2 separate regions of the Hordeum vulgare genome follow, and region 1 is linked to region 2. A link is a contact called in public Hi-C data. All regions are on one chromosome and are shown on one strand. The core of a region is the stretch at or near the end of the contact, and the rest is flanking DNA. Distances in the headings are between cores, read along the strand shown. Region 1 holds the start of LOC123422892. Region 2 has its middle 35 kb from the start of LOC123396567.

Region 1 (6,384 bases), core at 1,835-4,334, 410 kb before region 2:
AGCAATGACTTTGATATGCGCTTGGTTAGCTGCTGCCAACTAAATAAGACCCTACAAACATAGTTGGGTTAGCAGTTTGCGCACGAAAGCCAACATTGCTTATCCCTGTCAAACACTTGCCAAAATCGGCACGAAATCCATAATGGATGGCTAAGATTGCCTTATCCGGTCTAAATGAAATGGCAACTGTTGAAGGTTGCTAAACCTAAACATTCCTTCTCTTTCCTGATAATAAGAGTAACTGTCAATCATGAAACTGAGATTGCTACAACTGAATTGCTGATCAGGAAGGCGCAGAGAACTTACAGCGAGCCGGTAAGCACCGCGAAGATGACATTCATGACCTGGGCACCGGTGTATCCCTTCTCTAGGATCAGCTTGGCTCCATACCATACCCCCAGGGAGTAGCCGCAGAACAGGAGCATCATGACGGTGCCCATGCCGATGGCAGCGACTAGGCCTTCCCGGACACCGGAACTGTAAGCGCACTTAAGCGAGTTGTTGTACTTCTCCACCGCTTTCTTCTCGCCGGTGAAAGATGCAACCTGTGGTGATTTGTGTTCCACATTCTTGTCATTGTTGCAAAATTCGTCGCAATGCTCTGAATTGTAGAGTGGAACCTTACTGTTCTGATGGAGCCGACGGTCTGCTCGACGACGACTGCCGCTTCGGCGTAGGCGGCCTGCCCCAGCGACGCCATCCTGGCGACGACATTGGACATGACCGCGCCGGAGAGGACGAGCGGCGGGATGGTGGCCACCATGACAAGGGTGAGGAGCCAGCCCTGCGCGAAGGCAACAGCGAAGCCTCCAAAGAACGTCACCATCAGCTGGATGAACTTGCCGACCTTCTCCCCCATGGCGTCCTGGATGAGGACCGTATCGCCGGACATCCGCCCGACGACCTCGCCGGTGCTGGTGTACATGTCAAAGAAGGCGATCTCCTGCCGGAGGATGGTCCTCAGGTACATGTTCCTTATCCGCGCCGCCTGCCGCTCGCCGGTGATCATCCAGCAGGTCACCTCTGAGTTCACAGGATGTCAGACAGAGGAACTAAACTTTCACGGGTCGCATGGCATGGCATGGCAGCAGCTGGAAGCTTCCAAGTGACAGGGTGGCGGCAGGCACTTACGGGCGAAGGAGGCGACGGCGGAGGCGATGGCGAGGTAGACGAACTCGAGGGAGACCTGGGAGACGCGGGCCAGGACGTCGCCGCTGCCGGCAGCCGCGCCGCCGAAGGCGTCGACGAGGCCGCCGAAGAGGACGGTCATGAGCGGCAGCGCGGCGCCGTTGGCCACCGCGCCGACCGCGCCGACCAGCATCAGCGCCGCGTCGGCGCTGTCCGCGAACGCGAAGAGCCTGTGGAACGGCACGCTCCCGCTCCCGCTCCCGCCGCCGCCGCCCTTCCGTCCTCCCCGCGCCCCGTCGGCCGGCTGGCCGCCGCCGTCGACATTGAACGCCCTGCTAGACTCCGACATGGCTCGCCTCGCGCTCAAGATTCAAGCACGGCGCACCACCATCTACCTACCTACCACGCGCCGCAGCAGATCAGAGCCCCCCGCCGCCCGATCTCCCCCTCCCCGCCTACCATTGTCCCTCTCTCTCTCTCTCTCCTTCCCTCAGGCCGGCATCAATCAGTGCGCAGATCAAGGGAAGGTGGTGGGAGGAACGGCGCGACGAAAGGAACAAGGAGCTAGGTCCAAAAGCACCGCCAAATGGCAGCTTTCCCCATGGCTGCCTGCCGACAGGGGTCACCAGCCAGCCAGCCACACCAGCACCACCACCGAGGCGAAAGGATTCGCAGCCAGCACCCGAGCTGCGAAAGCAGGAATGAATAATGGCGGCGACGCAGCTCGGCTCGGATGTGCAAGTTGCGACGAATTTACTACCACTATTGTAATGGCGTTGGCGCCTGTGGTGGAGACTGGAGTAGACTGCACTGAGACTGGTGAGCGCAGCGCATTTACTACTGCGAGCCGAGTAGACGAGGATATCATTTCTTTTCCCTGGCGGCAAGTAGGCTAAGGTTATCAACGCGTGGCAAATACTAGTTCGGTCGAGGTGATATACTCAGGTATTCGTATTTCTGAGTTTATTTCGAACTTTTTATACATGTGTGTATGTATGTATACGAGCGTCTACGGGTGTATTGTATTGTTTGTGTCCAAAATAAAAATCAGAGAGATTTGCGCAGGAGATAGACATGTGGGTAGGTACGACGGTACGAGCGGCGGTACTCCGCGGCGAGTGGGTGCGGGTTGCGTACCACGAGGAGTGACCAATTCAACATTTTGCTTATGCTACCGACTACCGAGACGTTCCGCGTCACTGTCTGAGCGGCAGCATCATCCAGCATGTGAGTGATGGGCTGATTTTGTTATTCGGATCCCTTGCTTCTGGGTCAAGCACTAGCAGACCACTGTCATCCCTCAACCAAAAAAAAAAACTAGTAGTAGACCACTGTTCGGCGCCGGGCCGCCCCCATTTTCCACGCAGGTCTTTTTCTTTTCCTTGGCGGGGCGTTTGTTTTTCCACCCTAGTCAAAGCGGCACGTCCTCCTTCTACTTTCATGATTCGGTAGCACGTCATTTGATTGTGTTGTGTTGCGGCCTTGCGGGTCTCTCTCGCTTTGACTGCCCACAGCGGCCGGAGTTCGGTTCCTGCGGCTCTCTCTTGCGTGGTGTTCTTTTAAGTGCAAGGGAAAAAAGCACACCCCGAACGAAGACAGGAGGAGGGTTTGATTCGCTCATCGTCTTTGTTAGCTGGAAACTATTGTGAAAGCAAAGGAGTGATAGAGTTGTTGGAAACCTAGAGAGGCGGCGTACGGTGAGGGAGCTGGTACGTAGAGATCATGTTTTTTCGCGGAATGGCAGGAGTGGAAGCAGGCGAGGTGCGAGAGGTACGTAGAGACCACAACTTTTTTGCGAGGAGCCGTGTTGGATGGGGTGTTGACTTCACTTAATGTTGGCATGTTGCATTGCTTGCGCTTCTTGTGGTAGTGCAAGTTTATGGTACGCCTTTGGCGTATATTTTTTTTTTAAAGGAAAGAAAATTAGCATTACCAATTGGAGTATTATAAGCAGCGCTGCTCGGTCCCATTTTCCGCACTAGGCAGAGCAGCCCGAGTTATCATGATTACACACATCATCATGGCCTTCCCACTTTGATTAACCACGTATACTCTACTAGCTAGCAAGCGCAAGGTGATACACCTTACTTCTTGCCTAATGGTAGTGGTTTTGCTTTGCATGATCCCAGCTGAGTGTTGTATCACTAGGACGTTAAGATATTAAGCGTGCTGCCCACCTTTTAAAGCCGCCTTGAGCCTTTAACGAACAAGTTGGTTGGTGCATGTGGTGCGGCCTTTTGGAGACCTGCTCGGTGCCTCCTCACATACGATGAGCCGAGAGAGGCGATGGGTGCGAGGACAAGGGGCACTGTTCCAAGCATGTGGGCTGTTGGGAGTTGAATTGAGGGGCCGTTTACGGATTGATCGAAAAGATTGGTAGTAAAGATAAGATGGTAGCAGTAAGGTGGACGTGGGTGATGATGAACCGTCTCGTCTCGCAGTCTTCCGTTGATGTGTGGTGGTAGTTGCGGGTCCGGTAGTTGCCTAACAGTTTTGCCTTTTTCTCTGGGCGTGCGATGCGATGCTTCCGTTTCGTGTGTGACTTTTCCGGCGCGTTGGTGCCTCGTAGACGCGCCTGTCGACCGGCTCGGTTCGGGATGAGATGTTTATCCACACGGTGGCGATGGTTCACTGCACTGTTTCCAGTCGTTTCGTTTTCGGTGATCCTTGAAGCTAGCTGCCAAGCGTGTCAATTCGCTGGTCGTCGGCAAGAACGTAATATTGGACCTCGACTGTTCACATACAACAATGTTTTGCAATCACAGGTTGCACTCCCATGAATCGGCCACCGCAGATGTAACTTGTAAGAGCAATTCTAATCGATTTCCTATCTCGTGTCAAAAAAGAAAAGGAAGATAATTTTGGTTTTTTTTTCTTTAGCCAGTAACTAGCGGATCCTCTAAACTGAATACCATATGATAATTTACCTTTCGGGCATCTATCCGACGCCAGCCCGTTCGTCCCCCGTCGTGGTCTTCGGAAACAAGGTGAAACGTCGTCGCCATGACCGTCGTCGGATTGATTCATATCTTCTTCATATTTGGCTGTTCTTGCATCTGACCTTGCTTGCGCGTTATTGCAGGTCGATCCCATGCTTCGCCGCCCGCTAGTTTGGTCGAAACGACGACGACTGGCTGATGCATCACCACCGCATCGCAAGTGTTCGACGGATTGCCTAGGTCAGTTTTCTCGTTCGTTTCTTTTTTAATCGAACTGTTTGGATTGAAGCAAGTTGTTTGAATTGTAGAGAAGAGGTTGAGGGAGATGGTCTTCGAGGACTCGTCGTCATCCGAAAAGAAAGAAGACGACGAAGACTTTGAAATTGTTTTAGGCATGATTTTCAGTGATGATATCTCGCGCTCTAGGACAGGATCGCAGTTTGGCCTCATACACATTACCCGTGATAGAGCGGAGGGCTATGCTGAGATCATGAGAGACTACTTTGCCCCAAATCCAACCTATCCGGTGAAGTACTTTTGTCGGCGCTTCCGGATCCACACACGCCTTTTTCTCAGCATTGCAAAAGTTGTTGAGAAGTATCATGACTAGTTCAAGCTCCGGATAAATGCAAGTGGAGAGATAAGTGCAAGCCCTCTAATGAAGTGCACCGCGACTTTTCGAGTCTTTGCATATGGGTGTTTGGCCGATGCCATTGAGGACTATATTTGCATTGGTGAAGACATAATCTTGGAGGCTTTTGAAGGTTCACTAAAGTAGTTTATTGATGTTTTTTGGACCTCAGTACTTGAGAGCAACCAACGAGGAAGATGCCGGGAGGCTGATGACAGAGATTGAACCAAGAGGATGGTTAGGTGAGGGAGTCCGGGACTAAGGGGTTCTCGGGCCACTGACCTATCTCCATGTACCGGACTCACGGGGCGCCCTATGATTGTCATTAGAGGCCGAATTACAAGATGATACCGTATCCAGAAAGGAATCTTTCGAAGCCTTGGTGTATGACGTTCCTCGCAGGTGCATTGGTTTCCCTCCAATCTTAAAGGATGATGTAGCACAGCGACGACAAGTATTTCTCGCAGTTAAGAAACCAAGGTATCAATCCAGTAGGAAGATCAACAAGACTATGTAAGCAGTACCTCCACACAAATAACAAATCCTCGCAACCCAATGCGTAGAGGGGTTGTCAATCCCTCGTGCGTAAAGTAAGGATAGATTGATAGATGCAAATAAGAGGATAGATTGATAGATGCAAATAAGAGTGATAGAAAAATAGAACTCATCAAGGTCCACACAAGATGATGTGAAGAGCAAATAAAGTGGAAAATCAAATAGCAAAGTAGAGATTGCAAATAGATGATGTGAAGTAGGTCCGGGGGTCGTAGTTTCACTAGTAGCTTCTCTCGAGAAAATAGCAAGCGGTGGGTAGACAAATTACTGTCGGGTAATTGATAGAGAAACAAATAATTATGACGCTATTCATGACAATGATCATGTATATAGACATCATGTCCAAAATAAGTAGACCGACTTTTGTCTGCATCTACTTCTATTAGTCCGCACATCGACCGCTATCCAACATGCATCTAGTGTATTGAGTTTATGGAGAAATGGAGTAATGCCTTAAGAACGATGACATGATGTAGACAAGATCTATTCATGTAGGAATAGACCCCATCTTTTTATTCTTAATGGCAATGATACATGCGTGTCATGTCTCTTTCTGTCACTGAGATTGAGCACCGCAAGATCAAACCCATCACAAAGCACCTCTTCCCATTGCAAGATCAAAGATTAAGTTGGCAAGACAAAAAGAAGAAATACGAGGCTATAATAATCAAGCATGAATATGTTTTCATATATCTGATTATAAACTCACAATTCGTCGCGTCCCAACGAACACAACATAAAAGAAAGAGTTACATCATATGGATCTCCAAGAGACCATTGTATTGAGAAACAAAACGAGAGAGAAAGCCATTTAGTTAGTGCCTACGGTCCCGTAGGTCTCATATGAACTACTCACGCATCATGGGAGGAGCACCGGTGGAGATGGTGAACCCTTCCATGATCGTGTTCTTCTCTCGAAAAGGCTCTAGATTGGTTTTCGTGGATCTGAAACTTGCGGCGGCTGAAATGATTTTTTATCAACTCCTCTAGGGTTTATGTAATATAAGGGGTATTTATAAAGCTCAGAAGAGGTGAGAAGCTTCTGGAGGGCCCCACTAGACACCAGGTCATGCCACAGGCCTCTAGCTTGTCGTGGTGTCTAGTGGGCCACCTGGGCCTTGGCTGCTGCTC
Region 2 (6,830 bases), core at 2,834-5,333:
ATTTACAAGATAAATAATGGATCAAATCCACCATTTTTTTAAAGGAATATTCTAAAGCAAAATAAATAAAACAATAGAAATATAAATAAATGAAAAATGGAAAGAAAAAAAATAACCCCCCACTGGGTCGGCCCCAATCGACCCATTAAATCCAACCCCCTTAATCCAATCCCAAAACTAACGTTGCTGCCGGGTACGACTACCCTCATGACGACCAGCCCTTTGCCGCAGAGCAACAAGGCAAGCAAACCCCCCTTGATCATTCCTATATCTCATATTCTTTCTCCCTCATGCTTGCATTAGATTTTGCTACTGTTGTAGATAGCTCATATTCGGATGCATAGCCTGTTTTTAATGAACTGCTACTTTACTCTACCGCACTTTAAACTGTTTAGTATATGTGGAGCAGTGATCCCCTTTGACCCCCCTTAGTCCAGTTGACCCTGCTTTTTTATCAAGTATCGATCATTTGATCGACGAGCCAAGACCCGTCACATCACTCACACCCCATTAGTTGTATGACTCTGTGGAGCAACCATCGAGTACCGAGGTTGACACCTCGTTACGTACGTTGATGTTAGAATTGTAGTGTAGTTTACCGGCGATGGTTCTTGGAGGGTGTTTTTGATGAACTCCTACTTTACTCTACCGCACTTAAAGCTGTTTAGTATAGGTGGAGGAGTGACCCCCATTGACCCCTTAGTCCAGTTGCCCCGCTTTATCACCAAGTCTCGAGCTACTGATCGACAGGCCATGACCCGTCACAGAACTCACACCCCTTAGTTGTACGATGCTACAGAGCTACTATCGAGTACCGAGGGTGACACCTTGATACGTACTCCTGATGTTAGTTGTGTAGTGTAGTTAATCGACGGTGGTTTATGGAGGGTGATTCCTCCTTCACCACATCGGATAATGACTCTCTCGTGCAACCCCTCAAGCATGATCCAGCGAGGGTGATTCCTCCCTGGCCACCTGGACGGTTACATCATTCAGAATCCATCGAGGGTGATACCTCGGATTCCTCTGATGTTATAGCCCCACAGTTACTTGACCTTGTTACTAGGAATGGTTTGTTGCGGGTGAATTCCCGCGTGAATGTGACGAGGCATGGCCGGACATTCTGGTATTGCCACACATCCTCGAGATTAATTAAAATGCTAACGGGATTTGAGTATTTGATCTCAGTTCGTCGGGAGACCTTTTCGCACTAACCTTCACATGGGAGGAGTTATGGGTTCTCGACGTCATGGTATCAGTCGAAGCTCTTTAGACGTCAGCAATGGAGCGACGCGCGCCCGAGTGGTCCGCATAAGCATCGTTCTTGTATAAGAAGTGTGAGGACTGACCTCGGCCTCCCTCGCATTGTGCAGAAGTGCAAAGGGTCATGGGCCCATGACCCATGCGCAAATAGGATTTAGACCGGTGGGCTGGCCTCCCTGTTGAGCCTAGGTAGGGTTGCGACGTGTTGATGTTCCGAGGCCGGGCATGACCCAGGAAAGTGTGTCTGACCAGAGTTTATCAAGCATGTTGGGTACTATGGTGCACCCGTGCACGGATGAAAATTAACTGTTCAAATAGTCGTGTCCACTGTTATAGGACGACTTGGAGTTGTGCCCTGATCTTATACAACTTCAACTCTTACTTAACTAGAATGTTTGCTCCGGGATTGCTTTCTCGCAGGGAGTCAAGGAAGAATCTCTAGGCGTGACCTTAATTAATATTGCTGCAACAATATGACTATATAATTGTGTTACTTGCTGTACTCTCATCTATTGTTGCAAGACGCTAAAGATGCTAGTCTTTGGTAGGACTAGGCCTTCTCTCTATTCTCGCATTGTTGTAGTCAGTTCACATATAACCCCATTCCTTTGATACTGATGCATACTTAGCATAGTTCTGATGTCAGTCTTGCGAGTACTTTGTATGTGTACTCACCGTTGCTTTGCTCCCCCTTTTACCCTTGATATGATTGCTGCAACCGGATGGTGGAGCCAGGAGAAGGCATATCCCGCCGACGACGTCTAATACCCCGACGGTGCCTACTACTTCATGGAGGCCGCTGACGACCAGGAGTAGTTTAGGAGGTTCCCAGGCAGGAGGCCTCGCCTCATTCGGTCGATGTATCTTCTGAGCTAGCCTTCTCTAAGGCATCTCCTTGTTTCATGTATGTACCCGGATATTGCTGCTTCTGCTGACTCATGTGTTTATCGAGCTTCTGTATTCTAGCCCTCGAGGCCCCTGGCTTGTAATATGAAGCTTGTATGTTTTTATTTGTGTTTAGAGTTGTGTTGTGATATCTTCCCATGAGTGCTTGAGCTTGGTCGTACGCGTTCGCGTGTATGATTAACGTACGATCAAATCGAGGGCGTCACAAGTTGGTATCAGAGCCGACTGCCTGTAGGTAGCCCCCTTTCCAACTCCTTTGCCGGAGTTGAGTCTAGTATTTGAAAAAAACTTTACTAACATTGTTGTGTGGCTTACGGGCCCATATCTCAATTGGGTGGTATTAGTATCTTTTACTCCTCTTTTATATTCTGGGTTCTGATCTCTCTTCTTTTTCGGGTTAAAGATTTGCTAACTCTAACATTAGGTTCTCATAATCACATCGCCCCGAAGAGTTGGATTATCTACTACTGTTATTCTGACAATATATTGCGCACAATGTCATTTGACATCCTTGAATTTTCCTTTTCAGATGCGCCCCGCAAGGCAGATCGTACGCCTGACTATGGTTGTCGACGCAACTGGGTTCCCGACCATTCTGGTCGACCTCTTGACCAGACTGGGATATCGCTGGTACTTCGAGTACACTATGTACAAGGACTTTCGCGAGTTCAACTAGGGGCAGTACCAGGCTGAGGTTCGCACCTTCGATCAGACAAACATCTCCATGAACGAGCTCCATACCTTCTACGGCGTTGGGTTGACGATCGATATGGCCGTCCATAATGCTACCTATATCACCACCGCCGCCTTCGTGGAGCACACCCTCGCGTGGAGGGGACTGCATTCAGATACATCCCGTTTGCTCCTGCTGGGGATGACACTGGATCTGATCTCACTGCCTATAGTGCTTACGTTCGGGAGCGAACGATCGGTCCTATGTCGTTGTTTCTTCCGCCTACGTGAGTCGTCGCTACGACCCATAGGTTATGGTGCAGTACATTGAGGCGCTGGATCGTGCCTTTCGAGCTCAGACTGTGGATCTGTACGCCACACGTACCTGTGTTTACGACGCAGTGACACGGCTGCAGCCAGCAGTCGACGCGAGGATCCACCGTGAGTACATCCTTAACCCGCGCGAGATAGAGCTACCACCAAGCCTTGAGTGGCCTGCTGTTGGAGGTCGTACCCCCGCACTTGGACCTCGGCTCCCGGATTCGATGCGGTACGAGCACATGAGTCGCAACGGGATGCAGAATCCTACCCCTAGGTTCTCCTATCAGGGTCACTCTGAGCTACCTCGATTTAGCCATTTTCTCCGACGTTGTTTCAAATCCGGTGAACTGTTTTTATTTGATGATTTTTCTTTCAAAATTGATGAATTTTTACAAATCGATGAACTTTTATATCATTTTGATGAACATTTTTCAAAATCGGAAAATTTTCTAAAATTTAGTGAAATGTTTTCCAAATTTTGTGAAAAAAATCAAAATCAATGAACTATTTAAAATTGGCGAACTTTTGTTCATGCCTGATGAACCGTTTCAAAATCGATGAACTTTCAAATTTGTGAACTTTTTTTCGAAATTTCATGATCTTTATGATAATTTTTGCGAACTTTTTTAAAATTTCTTTCCAATTTGTATGTACCTTTTCAGTTTTATTAACTTTCTTTACAGTGACCTTTTTATATCGTTCACTCATTTTTCAATTGTTTTCATTTTATCATAAAATATGACGCATAATAGGCTCAGTATATAATAAGGATATTTTGTCTTCAGAATGAACAGCTAAGGGAGTTCGGCCTACTGCCTATGTTCGAAGGTTTGGGTACAGGCAGTCAGATGGAATTCTGACTCTACCATATTTTGGAGCATTTCTTGGGATAGGCCTCCATCGCTTCTCGCTATCTTTCCCGGGCCAGCCCGCTGCATGAGGCGCGCGAGCGCTAGTACTGTTATCCGGCGACTGCAAGGCCGAACAGGAGCTCATCGCCGGCAGCAAATAGGAATTTGCCCATAATACTCCGTGCCCACTCATGGGTCACACAGGATAGGCCATACTGTATTACTCGTGGCTATATTATATACGCAAGGCTTCAGGCTATATGAATTCCTCGGTATTTTCCTTTCTTCGTGGTTGTCGTTTCCAAACAAGTTAACGCTAAAACGATTTACGTCATCATTTCATTGATTTATCTTTTAATATTTTATCTAATTTTATTTTCCTTAGCTTTAATTTATTTTAATATTTTCATGTTTATTTATATAAAATATAAAAAATTATGACATTTTTTTCCTCTTCCCGTTTTCCCTCTTTCTTGTATTTATTCAATCTAACACATGACGAATAATTTTTATATATGATTAACAGTATATAAATACATGATGAGTATATTTGTAATAATTTACTTACATGATAATATGTGTATCATTTGTATCGTAAAAATCATAGTATGACCTGACAGGACTGGAAAGGTATCAGAATGCTATCTTTTATACAAAGGAACAAAAACTAAGATGTAATATTATAAACTGTCGGAGCTCAGGCATGCAATCGAATATAACTTTTGACGCACGAGTTGCCTATATGACGCTCTTTGCGTAACATCGCCCAGACAGTTCCATCAAAGGTAGGCCCATTTCTCAACATTAGGTCCCTGAAGTGGTTCTATATTTATATATTTTTATTGGCTTTCCACGGGTTTTCTTGTGTTTTTAATTTTTGTTCTTTCAGTTTCAGTTTGTTTCTTTTTAAAATTACAAATTTTGTAAAATGTTTATAATTCCAAAACATGCAAACATGTTCACGAAATTTAAAAACAAATCCTATTTTCAAAAAAATATAATTAAAAAGTGTGGCAATTTCTAGAATATGAAGCAAATTTTGAAAAATAGTATTTCAAAAATATTTTTAGTTCTGAAAAATGTTCACAAATAAAATTGCTCGCATTTTGTTTTTCGCAAAATGTGTGTATTGTAAAGATAACTTAAGAAAACCAATCGATGCTATATATATTGCGAGAGTGGCCGCTCTGCTAATGTACGTCATCCCAGTTTGCTACAGTGCTAGGTTCCGCTCGCTCCCGTGGATGTACGTCTCGCTCTCGCTCAGTCGTGCCATGGGCTGGGCTACTAACACGCCTCCCTTTGTGGCTTCCCTCCTATTGAGCATCAAATATGACATCCCGCGGACACACTCGGTTCATATTCCGCGTCTTAGGTGCCGGTCATAGAAGAATTAACTAACCGGCGCACAACCCTCCACTGATGTATGTAAGTGGAATTGCTCATCTAGATATTTTTTCCATCGGGTTTTCAGGAACATTTTCAATGATAAGACTATTTTTTTAGGCTTTTTTTTCTCGTTTCCTCCATCATGGGGCTTTGCTGGTTTTCTGGTTTGATTTCTGTTTTTTGTCTTCTATTTTCTTGTTTAATTTAATTTTACATATTACAGTCTTTTCGTCAAATTTAGTAAACATTCTAAAATACATTAACTTTATTTTCCTTTGTAAAATAATTTTCGTAAAAGATGAAAATTTTCAAATCCATGATTTTTTTAAAAAGACCACAAACTTTTTCCAGTGCATGAACATTTTCAGGATCAATGAACTTTATTGAATTTTAAATACCTTTTTTCAATTCCATGAAACTTTAGGAATTCATCACTTATTTTTCTTTCCAAGAGTCAATATTCAACCAGTCAACTGATCAACTGTTGGCCGAGCGGTCCAACTGGGAAAATTCTATCTGCCGCATTATGTGGCTGATTGTTGACCTTTCGCACAGGAGGTGCAAGCGAACGATCGGATTTCGGCCGGCCGTTAACACTTTCACCGATCCCAGTTTTGTGAACCTCCTAGAGGATTTTAGGTGTGTTTTTCCGGGTTTGAAAACTTTTTAGAAGAATCCCAGAACCAGATTTTTCAAAAAAAATTGTTTTCTTCTTTCTTTTATTTTTTTTTGTTTCTTTTTTTTATTTCTGGTTTTGTTCTAAAATTGTTTTTGATTTTCAAAAAATATTTCGGAATTTAAATATTTTTTCCAAAATTCGAAACTATGTTCCGGATTTTGAAAAAAAAGTCGTCAATTTAAAAAATGTTCCGGAACTTAATAGAATGTTCCAGATTTGAAAAAATGTTCGGGAATTTATAAAATTATTCCAGAATTTGGAAAATTATTCTGGAATTTGAAAATATGTTCTGAAATTGTTATCAAAAACGTTCCTGGATTTGAGAAAATGTTCGGGAATTTATAAAATTGTTTCGGCTTTTTTAAAAAAAATGTTCCTGGATTTGAGAAAATACTCCAGAATTTGAAAAAAAATGTTCTCAAGTTTAAAAAAATCTTTGTGCTTTAGAAAATTGTTCGTGTATCTTCATTTTAAAAAGGTTCATATTTTAAATAAATGATTCGGAAATTCTATATTTCTTCATTTTCAAAAAAATATGCGTTTTTAAAAATAACCGTGTTCGTAAATTTTCTTAAAACTATTTAGTTTTATTTAAAAATTATTTGGCTGCAGATTTAATTTGTAAAATAATCTGTTTTTTACTTTTACAAGTGTTTTAGAAACCATCACAGTTACCTTGTAAATGCTTTTTAAGTATATTTTAAATTTTTAAAAATTTGTTCTAACGTTTTGTTTGAGACATACTACAA

The links. A called contact is a pair of places that touch in the nucleus more often than the background predicts.
Region 1: a contact with region 2 is called in a Hi-C map of leaf, with 4 times the contacts expected there. The contact joins the promoter of LOC123422892 here to the enhancer-like site in region 2. A contact is called at or near these places in 3 of 6 Hi-C or Micro-C datasets (leaf and seedling).

Annotation. Positions count from the first base shown.
Region 1 is chr1H:57,911,565-57,917,948 of MorexV3_pseudomolecules_assembly, reverse strand. It overlaps LOC123422892, which reads left to right and starts at 3,084. Exons shown (of 3, transcript XM_045107752.1): 1 at 3,084-4,115; 2 at 4,211-4,307; 3 at 4,376-5,127. The coding sequence starts at 4,044. The coding sequence ends at 4,677. LOC123423045 (ABC transporter B family member 21-like) reads right to left here and starts at 2,095. Exons shown (of 10, transcript XM_045107779.1): 1 at 1,132-2,095; 2 at 626-1,023; 3 at 307-545. The coding sequence starts at 1,477.
Region 2 is chr1H:57,504,969-57,511,798 of MorexV3_pseudomolecules_assembly, reverse strand. No RefSeq gene overlaps it. Among protein-coding and RNA genes, the nearest start is that of LOC123396567, 35 kb to the right of the region's middle. Within about 2 kb of position 4,083, at least 3 of the 3 cell types and tissues checked have open chromatin away from gene starts, as enhancers often do. A contact at or near this core is called in leaf and seedling, where this site is marked.